Regions from separate parts of the Mus musculus genome. Here region 1 is linked to region 2. Evidence: chromatin contacts called from public Hi-C data. All regions are on one chromosome and are shown on one strand. Each heading gives the region's core, a stretch centred on a gene start, on an enhancer-like site or on the middle of the called end of the contact. The rest is flanking DNA. Distances are from core to core; before and after follow the strand shown. Region 1 overlaps Ebf4 (early B cell factor 4). Region 2 holds the start of Idh3b (isocitrate dehydrogenase 3 (NAD+) beta).

Region 1 (4,445 bases), core at 1,800-4,299, 81 kb before region 2:
TGACCTTAGAGTCATCTTATTCTGTGTTGAGTTGACTTAGCTTGGATGAGACTCATTTGTTTGAAACAGGATTTGTTTGAACAGCAAGCCCTGGCTGTTCTGGAATTTGCTAGCTCTGTAGACCAGGCTAGCCTCAAACTCACAGAGACTCTCTGCTAGCTATGTAGACCAGGCTGGCCTCAGACATACAGAGACTTGATTGCCTCTGGAGTGCTGAGTTTAAGTGTGAGACCTCGTGCCTGGCTTGGAGGAGACTTCTGGTTAACAGAGAAGATACTCTTGGGAGTTGATGGAGCACTGATGTATTGAGTCTGAGGCTGTCTTTGGCTGCAAAGAAGCCTTGTCTGAAAAACCAACAAAGAAAGGAAGGAAGGGACAGAGGGAGGGGAGAAAGGAAGACCCCTATATAGGCAAGTTTACTACTGCCTTAGAGAGCCAGTCTCCAGACTTTATTGGCATTTCTTACGTAATTGACTTTTCCAATGCATTCTTGTGTGTGTGTGTGTGTGTGTGTGTGTGTGTGTGTGTGTGTGTGTGTGTGTGTGTGTGAGTGATGCATTCATGTGGGCACATGAATGTGTAATTGCACACGCATGCACGCACGCATGCACACTGGTGTTAACAACCATCCTATTCTTATTCACTGAGGCTGAGGCAGATCTTTTTTTAATGACACCTAGAACTCACTGATCCGGTCTAGCTACCCTCACTAGCCAGTTTGCTTTCAGGATTCCCAACGCCACCTTCCTGAGATTACAGGCTGGCTGCCAGGCTCACCCAGCATCTGTGTGTGTTGGTTAAGAGTTTTAAACTCTGACCCAACCCCCCAAGTCCTCTTGTATTAAGTCACTTTGTCACCCTGCTGGCTCATTCGTGTTAGGGTTTTGACATGTATCTGCATGGCTTATCTTCTAATACTTTGCACGTGGGTTTCTACACCCCAGCTTCTCTCTCCACAGACCTTCTTGAAGCCTCCTGCAGTAGAAAAAGAACTATCCTTCAAATCCTGCTTTGACAACAGGTCATCCTGTGGATGGCTTACCAGCCAGTCTCCTTGCCCTCTTACCCTGTATAAAAGTTGGTAACTTGAAATGGTTAATCAACCATCTCAGATCTGTCTGGATTGTCCAGAGCAGTGGGCTCTAGAGGGTAAAATACCATTCTGTCTACAGAGCAAGGCAGGGCACAGCAAAACTGTGGGTCCAGGACCACAGTGGGTTGCTGGACCTCTCTGCACTATGGCCTTTCCCCAGTGCCAGGTGGATCTTCTGGCTGCTGTGTATAACCACCATCCTTGATTGTCTTCCCAGGCCCCTGGGAGTGCTTCACACTCCTTCTAGTGTACCCAAAGCCTGTCATCAAGAGAATCTTAGGGCTCAGAGGCCTTTCGGGGCACTGTTATTTTCTTCCAACTGTCATCATTGCGCTGCAGGATGACCATGGCCTCGGACAGCAGTCTTGCCTCCGTGACTTTATCTTGGCCTCAGCAAACTACATCAGATTTAGGAAACCACAAGGTTGTCTCTTCCTAAACCTCAAAGATATCCCCAGGAACTAATGTCTAGATGCTCTTTTTTAAAATAAATTTTATGTCAGGCATGGTGCTGTGAGCTTTGAATCCCAGCACTTTGGAGGCAGAGGCAGGTGGATCTCTGTGAGTTCCAGAACAGACAGGGTTATGTAGAGAAACCTTGTCTCAAACAAAATAAAACAAAACAACAACAACAAAACATTGTGCTCTAATAAATTTGTTTCCTAGAAGACTCACAGTATATCTCAGTTTATCAAAAACTGAATAAAAATCACCATTTCCCTGTTGAAGACTGATTTTTCCCTAAAGAATGCCCACTACTATCTGGAAGACTATCCTGTCGGGTACGTTCTACCCCAGCCTCTGTCAGTTCAGCTGTCCATCAAACTGCAGTGAACCCTTTTAAGGCTTCTGTATTTAAAGGGGGCCTTCAGACATAACACTTACCTAAAAATGTAACCTCTAGTCACTAAGCACCAGCTGCGGGGTAAATGCCAAACTAGGTGCAGGGCTAAGAGCTAAGTTCTGGTTTGGGTCCAGGGAGATCCTTCCAGACATCCTATCCTGTAGCTTCATAACGACAAGTCTTTGGGAGATGATGACGTCGTCTAGCCCTGCTCCCAGCTATTCCTCCTGACTGGGACTTGTTTTACCCATACCGTTACTCCTAGCTTCTTCCCCACAGCCATCTACCATGTTTCCAGGGCCTATTAGGTTGTGGAAAGTTCTGTCGGCTACAAGTGTCTGCTGCCTGTGTGAGAGGAGCTACCCAGACACAGGTACGTGTTCTTAGTTCCTGCACACCGGGAAAGGCTAAGCCACATCTAAGGTCAGTGACTTCTTGTTCATTAGATGACCCAGTCTCAATGCAGTATATCCCTCTGGTGGACACAGGAGAAAGGTTCTTTCAGCTCTTGGGGTTGGGTCTTTGCTCTGGGCTCGATTGAGCAGGGCTGAACTACCGAGACCTAAGTGGGGATTTCAATCTTAGCCAAGTGGTTGGTTGAGCGGGTCTAGATAGAGGCCAGGACACTTCAAGCTTTAAAGTTCGAGGAAGTGGAGTCCAGCTGAGCCTTCTTAGACACCCACAGAGCCTCTCACTGGGCACCCTCCAAAAGCAACTGGTCAACAGCACGGGGCTTTGGTGACGTCTAGATGGAGTAGACCCTTCCCTCAGGTTACTGTGAGGCAGCCTCGATCGCTCACCTGGAAGCCCCTCTCTGTGGGCTCTGGGGCAGGCCTGCGATGGGGAACTGGGTGGGCGCAGCACAGGGGCGAAGGCGCTCCTCTGCTTGACAGCGCAGATCATGTTGACAGGCGAGAAGGAGAAGACGCTGGTGGTGGGGGCGGCGGCCGGAAGGGACATGGAGGAGGCAGCCGCCAGCGGGGGGCTAGAGGGCATGACTCCGGGGCGGGGCGAGGAAGGGGCAGGTGCGGCAAGGAAGGCAGTGGGAGACACAACAGGGAGACGGCACCAGAGTGAGCAGCAGGGTTGCGGTGTCACGTGGGCAGTGAGTCCCTGCAGACCAGGCTGCTGGCTCAGGCCTCCCTGGGATGTGGTCTTCCTAAGGAGACCACAAGGGAATGTCTAGAGGTAAACTGGGAGCCTCTGGGCCCCGGACCAGTCCTTGCCTTTTTTTCCCCCAGAGTTTTGGGCATCACATTCAGGGATGGAAATGACAGGATCAGTCCCAGTGAAAACAAACAGTGGGAAATGCTCCCAACAGCAGGAGATAAGAAAGAGAGGGAAAGACGGGAATTCCTGTGGAAAACCGCTGGAATTCTGAAATGCTTATGAGTGTGTATTGCCAAGGCTAACTTCAAAGTTCAAGACCAAAGTTGGAGTAAGTAGATAGGGATGAAGTCTTGGTATATGTGCAGCCTCTGAGGTAATGACGGCCACACAAACACCCAAACTTCCTCTCCAAATGAACGTTCCTACCTAGCAGATCCTATACTTTGTTCTCCCCACCCTGGGTACTGTTTCTTTCCACTTTAACTCAAGGCCCTGTCATCTCCAGTTGGACCCCGGAAGCCTCCTGTATCTGCTCGGGCTCCTGTCTAGGGTCTCTCAGTTCCAACTTTCTACAACCTCGACCATCAGTCAATGGACCACAGATACAGATTTTGTGGAAGAAAACTGTGGCCTGAGAAGGCTTCTGACACCAGAGCCAACCATTCTAAGACTTTTGATACAAAAATGACTGCAATTGCTACCCTATTCTAATGTCCTTAGCCATGGTCACCATCTCCTTGAAGAAAATACTCAATACTAGCATTTTCCTGGACATAATCTATTTATCCCTAGACATAATGAAGTGCTTTACACCAATGAATGGATGTGTGTGTGTGTATGTACTGGATATATATATATATATATATACACACATATATATACATATATATATATTATATATATACATATATATTATATATATACACACACTGGATATATATATATTATATATATCCATTATATATACACATTATATATTGGAGATATATATATACACACACACATATATACACACACACTGGAGATATACATATACATATATATACATATACATATATACACACACACACACACACACACACACACATATATACTCTTAAGGCCCAGAGAGCTAATAGCCACATAGCCACATTTTGCAGAATAGGACAATTCTCAATTCTGATGACATTTTAGGGATACCTTGGAAAACTCAATGAGAATGACACACTGGTATGGTATCACAAAGCACCCTGCACTTGGGGAATGGGAACAGGCCTGTGTAGAGTACAGAATATCCCTGATGATGGTGAAGCAGGGCGTAAGTGCCTCTGGAAGTTCAGATCTTGTTGCATGGTGTGGCCCAAGATAGACTGCACTGGGACAGCTGTCACTGCTGCCCAGTACTGTTGTGTCTCCAGG
Region 2 (4,213 bases), core at 1,468-3,967:
TCCTGCAGAATACTTACTGGGAACATGTGAGGCCCTGGGTTCTGTCCCCAGCACCATAAAACAAACAAACAAACAAACAAACAAGCAAGCAAGAGTGTCATGTTGAGGTGGAAAGACCTTTTTGAGTTTGAAAAGACCTAGGTTCCAGGTAAGTCCCAGGATTAAAAAACAAAAGCCTCAATGTTTCCATCTGTAGAATTATAACATATGCTTTCCTTCCACTTAGAGCCATACCACATTAGAGGTTTGTCTGGGATACAGAAGTCCTTAGCTTATAAAGTAGGTTAAACCACAATTTTTATCTTTGTTTTTTACATTTGTTTAGTGTGTCTGTGCATATGCATACACATGCATTTAAAAGTTCAATAGACATCAGCTATTACTTCATTTATTTTTAGAATGCCGTTTCTCCTGCCAGAAAGATGAGTGATTGGATTCCCTACATGATCTTGGCCACTGCATCTCTATTATTGGTTGCCATGGTCTTTCCTCTCCTCATCTCTCTTCACACTCTGATCCCTTTTCCTTCTAGGACAGTTCTTGCCACAGGAACCCTCAGATCTCCACATTTGCTGTAGCTTAGAGTTATTAACATTGAGCGACTCAGTCCAGTCTGTCTGGACCAATGGTTTCCTTTGCATGAGTTACTCAAGCTCCTCCATTGCTTGCTCACAGTATACACTCAGAACCACCGTCCGGTAAGAGTATAGGAGATTCCTAACATCGCCAAAACCCCTCTCATGTCTAATCCAAAACAACACATGCCTCTAGTGGGCACTTCCAAATCTGACTTCTTTTTGAAGGTTATGTGAATATGTCATATAGTACTGGTGGTCGTCTAGGGGAGTGCCAGGTTTGTTCCTTGAAATGGACAGAGAACTGAGTGTTCAAGAAAGACAGAAGACCAAGCCATAGAGAAAGCAAAAGTAGAAGTTTTATCTTTTCGAATTGGGAGAGGCCCTAAAGCTGGGAGTCCACTATATTGATGCTGTTTGTGTATTTTTAAAAATATTTATTTTATGTGTATGCCCTTGAGTGTATGTATGTGCATCATATGCATACAAGGGTCAGAAGAAGTATTGGATCCCCAGGAACTGGAATTACAGATGGTTGTGAGCTGTCATGTGGGTGCCGGGAACAAAATCTGGGTCCTCTGCAAGAGCAGTAAATGCTCGTAACTACGGAGCAGCCTCTACCCACCCCCATGTATCTGCTTGTGTACTTTATAGGGCCCTAGAGTCTTCTCCCTGATGGTCCTGCTCAGATACCTGATGTGCCTTGAGTGAAAATGGCCAGTTTGAACTGGAGAGAGAGAGAGAGAGAGAGAGCCCAGCTGCTTCCTGATCTTGCTGCCGTCCCTTCCCCTCTGTGGTGACTGGGGTCTCCTGGAGCCATGAGCTAAAGTAAATCTGTTCTTTCGAAAGCTGCTTTTGTCTGTGTTTTGTCCCAACAATGATAAAAGTAATTGATACAAGTCCATTAGGCAGGCATGGGGTACACGCCTTTAATCCTAGCACTTAGAAAGCAAAGAGGCAGGTGGATCTCTCTGAGTTCCAGGTCAGCCTGGTCTACATAGGAAGTTATAGGTCAACCAGGGATATAAAGAGAGATCCTGTCTCAACAAAACATACATGCCTGTTCTGATACACTTTCCGTGTAGCACTCAATAAATTATATGAGATACTCAACATTCTATTATAAAATAGACACTGGGTTTAGCAATCTAATGGAGTTTTGAGAGGAGATGATATAGAGGACCCGCCCCCCATCCAGGATCCCTGGGGACATAACTAAGCAGCTAAATCAATGTCAGTAACTCTTTATTTCCAGAAGTAGTGGGAGAGAAACTATCAGCTATCATGATGAATGAGTTTTCTGTTTACTGCATGAGAACAAATTCATGAGTGAAACACACACAGATCTATAATCAAACTATTGAAAACACACCATTTCACCTGTAATACATACATGGCTAGAGGTGCCCTGCAGGATAGTTATAATCTTCATCATATGTACAAAGGAGAATGTACAGGGATATACACAGCAATGTTGCTGAGAAGAGCCCAAATCAGATTTCATACTAGGTATCTGCCTATTTAAGAAAGGATTAAGCAATTTAGTAAATTTAAATTATAGCATACTATACAGTGGAGCAAAAGAATTAGCTTTTATTTTTCAGCTTCTTTTTTTTTTTTTCCAGGATGTGGTGGTGCACACCTTTAATTCCAGCACTTGGGAGGTGGAGGCAGGCGGGTCTATGAGTTTGAGGCCAGCCTGGTCTACAGAGCTACCTCATCAACTCCAAGTTAGTTTTCTTATCATAACCAGTTTTCTTTGTAATCTGAATTATTTTACCTATTTAAAAGAATTCTAAGTGACTAACAGTGAGTACTAGTTAAGAGAATAACGCATAACAGAACATTCAAACATTCACAAATTCCCAAGACTTCTCAACTTATTGTTAAACTCACATCCTTGTTCAATACTTGGCCATATATATTTGGATGTTGTTTTGAATTTTCAAGAGAAATTAAATCTGACGAGTGAAAACAAAGCAAACAGACAAACTGGTTGTGTGTCCTGTGACCCTACATTACCAAACAGAAGGAGAGAACTCAAGTGAATCCGTACACACCGCCGATTGGTACGGGAGAAAGAACCGCCAAGCTCGCCAGGGCTGACAGGAAGTCCAGCTCCCACGACCGCGCTCGCTTCCGGCGTCACTTCCCCCGCGACTTCCTCGGCCGAACATGGCAGCGCTGAGCAATGTCCGCTGGCTGACCCGAGTGAGGCCCGGGACGACCTGAGCGGAGGGTGGGCGGGAGAACAGAGGGTTTGTCCGCGGTTTCCAAAAGAAGGCAAGGTCATCGCGGTGTAAGGGGCCGCGGTGTCCCCGATCTGACCTTGTGTCTGTCGCAGGCGGTGCTCGCCGCTCGGAACTCCGGGGCATGGAGAGGTCTCGGAACATCTACGGCTCACGCCGCTTCCCAGAGCCAGGTACGCTTGAGTCCAGCTTCGTTCTCGCCCATCCTTGTCGCCTCCTTGCCGCTCCCCTGGGTTTCCCCTCCCCACCTCTTTCCCTCTGACTCCCACTTCTGCCCCTGCTCCATCTCTGCTGGCCCCACTCACAGGCACAAGATGTGAGGGTGGAGGGTGCCTTTCCTGTGACCATGCTGCCTGGAGACGGCGTGGGGCCAGAGCTCATGCATGCTGTCAAGGAAGTGTTCAAGGTGAATAGCCCGGGGCGGGGGATGGGTGGCGGATCAGGCTACAGGGATGGATGGGTTGTTGGAAAGTTCAGACCTGACCCAGCCCTGTGCTTGGACTTATCCCTGAAGGCTGCTGCTGTCCCTGTGGAATTTAAGGAGCATCATCTGAGCGAGGTGCAGAATATGGCTTCTGAGGAGAAGCTGGAGCAGGTGCTGAGTTCCATGAAGGAGAACAAAGTTGCCATCATTGGTTTGTATGGCACTCTGTCATTTAAGAGCAGTGTTCATAAAGCCCCTCTCTCTGCAGTGTGTATATATCAGTTTTCCAGACTGGCCTCTACTGACATTTAGGAATTTGTTTCTTCTCAGTGGCAAACCAGGAGTTAGTGATGTCAGGAAGGGGTTGGGACCTGCTGAGGCTGTGTCACCGGGGTCAGACCCTGTTAGTTGTGTCTGCGTGCCCATTCTTTTTTGGTTTGTTCATTTATTGTTTGTTGTTGTTGTTGTTGTTGTTGTTAGTTTTTCCAGGTAGGGTTTCTCTGTGTAGCCCCGGCTGTTCTGGAACTCTCTGTAGACCAGGCTGGACTCGAACTCACAGAGATCTGCCTGCCTCTGCCTCTCTGCTCTCTGCCTCTGCCTCCCAAGGGCTGAGATTAAAGGCACGGCCACCCTAACCCAGTGTGCGCTGATCATTCTAACCACTCCATTTCTTCTCTTGTGCTGTTTTATTCCCCATATTGGATTTTTAAAAATTTATTTATTTATTTATTTATTTAGCTTGTAGGTTTCCTCCTATAGACCCACTTTCTTGGACAGCCTCACTTGCAGGGCCAGCTTTTGCAGAGGAAAGTCAGTTCTTTATAATCTGGCCCCTGATGTTCCTGTTTTCCTTTCTACAATTTGTTCTGTGCGTTGCTCACAATCCGCTGTCCTAATTGTCCTGTATATGTCACTGTGTCACCTATCAGGATCTCCACTCACTTGTGGCATTAGTTTCCTATGAC

The links. Hi-C and Micro-C count contacts between places; a contact is called where the count stands out from the background.
Region 1: a contact with region 2 is called in a Hi-C map of extraembryonic ectoderm, with 2.8 times the contacts expected there. The contact joins the enhancer-like site here to the promoter of Idh3b in region 2. A contact is called at or near these places in 15 of 39 promoter capture datasets (the C10 cell line, the HPC-7 cell line, HPC-7-derived erythroid cells and 8 more), 6 of 15 datasets of contacts at CTCF or cohesin (the G1E-ER4 cell line, embryonic stem cells, hippocampal excitatory neurons and 2 more), 140 of 484 Hi-C or Micro-C datasets (the 63-12 cell line, 8-cell embryo, the AML12 cell line and 81 more), 27 of 115 datasets of contacts at active chromatin or transcription factors (T-cell acute lymphoblastic leukemia, VIP interneurons, acute myeloid leukemia and 16 more) and 4 of 9 other capture datasets (adipose tissue, embryonic tail, macrophages and 1 more).

What each region holds. Positions count from the first base shown.
Region 1 is chr2:130,363,950-130,368,394 of GRCm38.p6, reverse strand. It overlaps Ebf4 (early B cell factor 4), which reads right to left. Exons shown (of 17, transcript NM_001110513.1): 15 at 2,738-2,935. Among named protein-coding and RNA genes, the nearest start is that of Gm39936, 22 kb to the right of the region's middle. Within about 2 kb of position 3,049, at least 28 of the 459 cell types and tissues checked have an H3K27ac peak or open chromatin away from gene starts, as enhancers often do. A contact at or near this core is called in Sertoli cells, differentiating embryonic stem cells, epiblasts and 2 more, where this site is marked.
Region 2 is chr2:130,282,955-130,287,167 of GRCm38.p6, reverse strand. It overlaps Idh3b (isocitrate dehydrogenase 3 (NAD+) beta), which reads left to right and starts at 2,717. Exons shown (of 12, transcript NM_130884.4): 1 at 2,717-2,786; 2 at 2,920-2,997; 3 at 3,132-3,230; 4 at 3,339-3,459. The coding sequence starts at 2,751.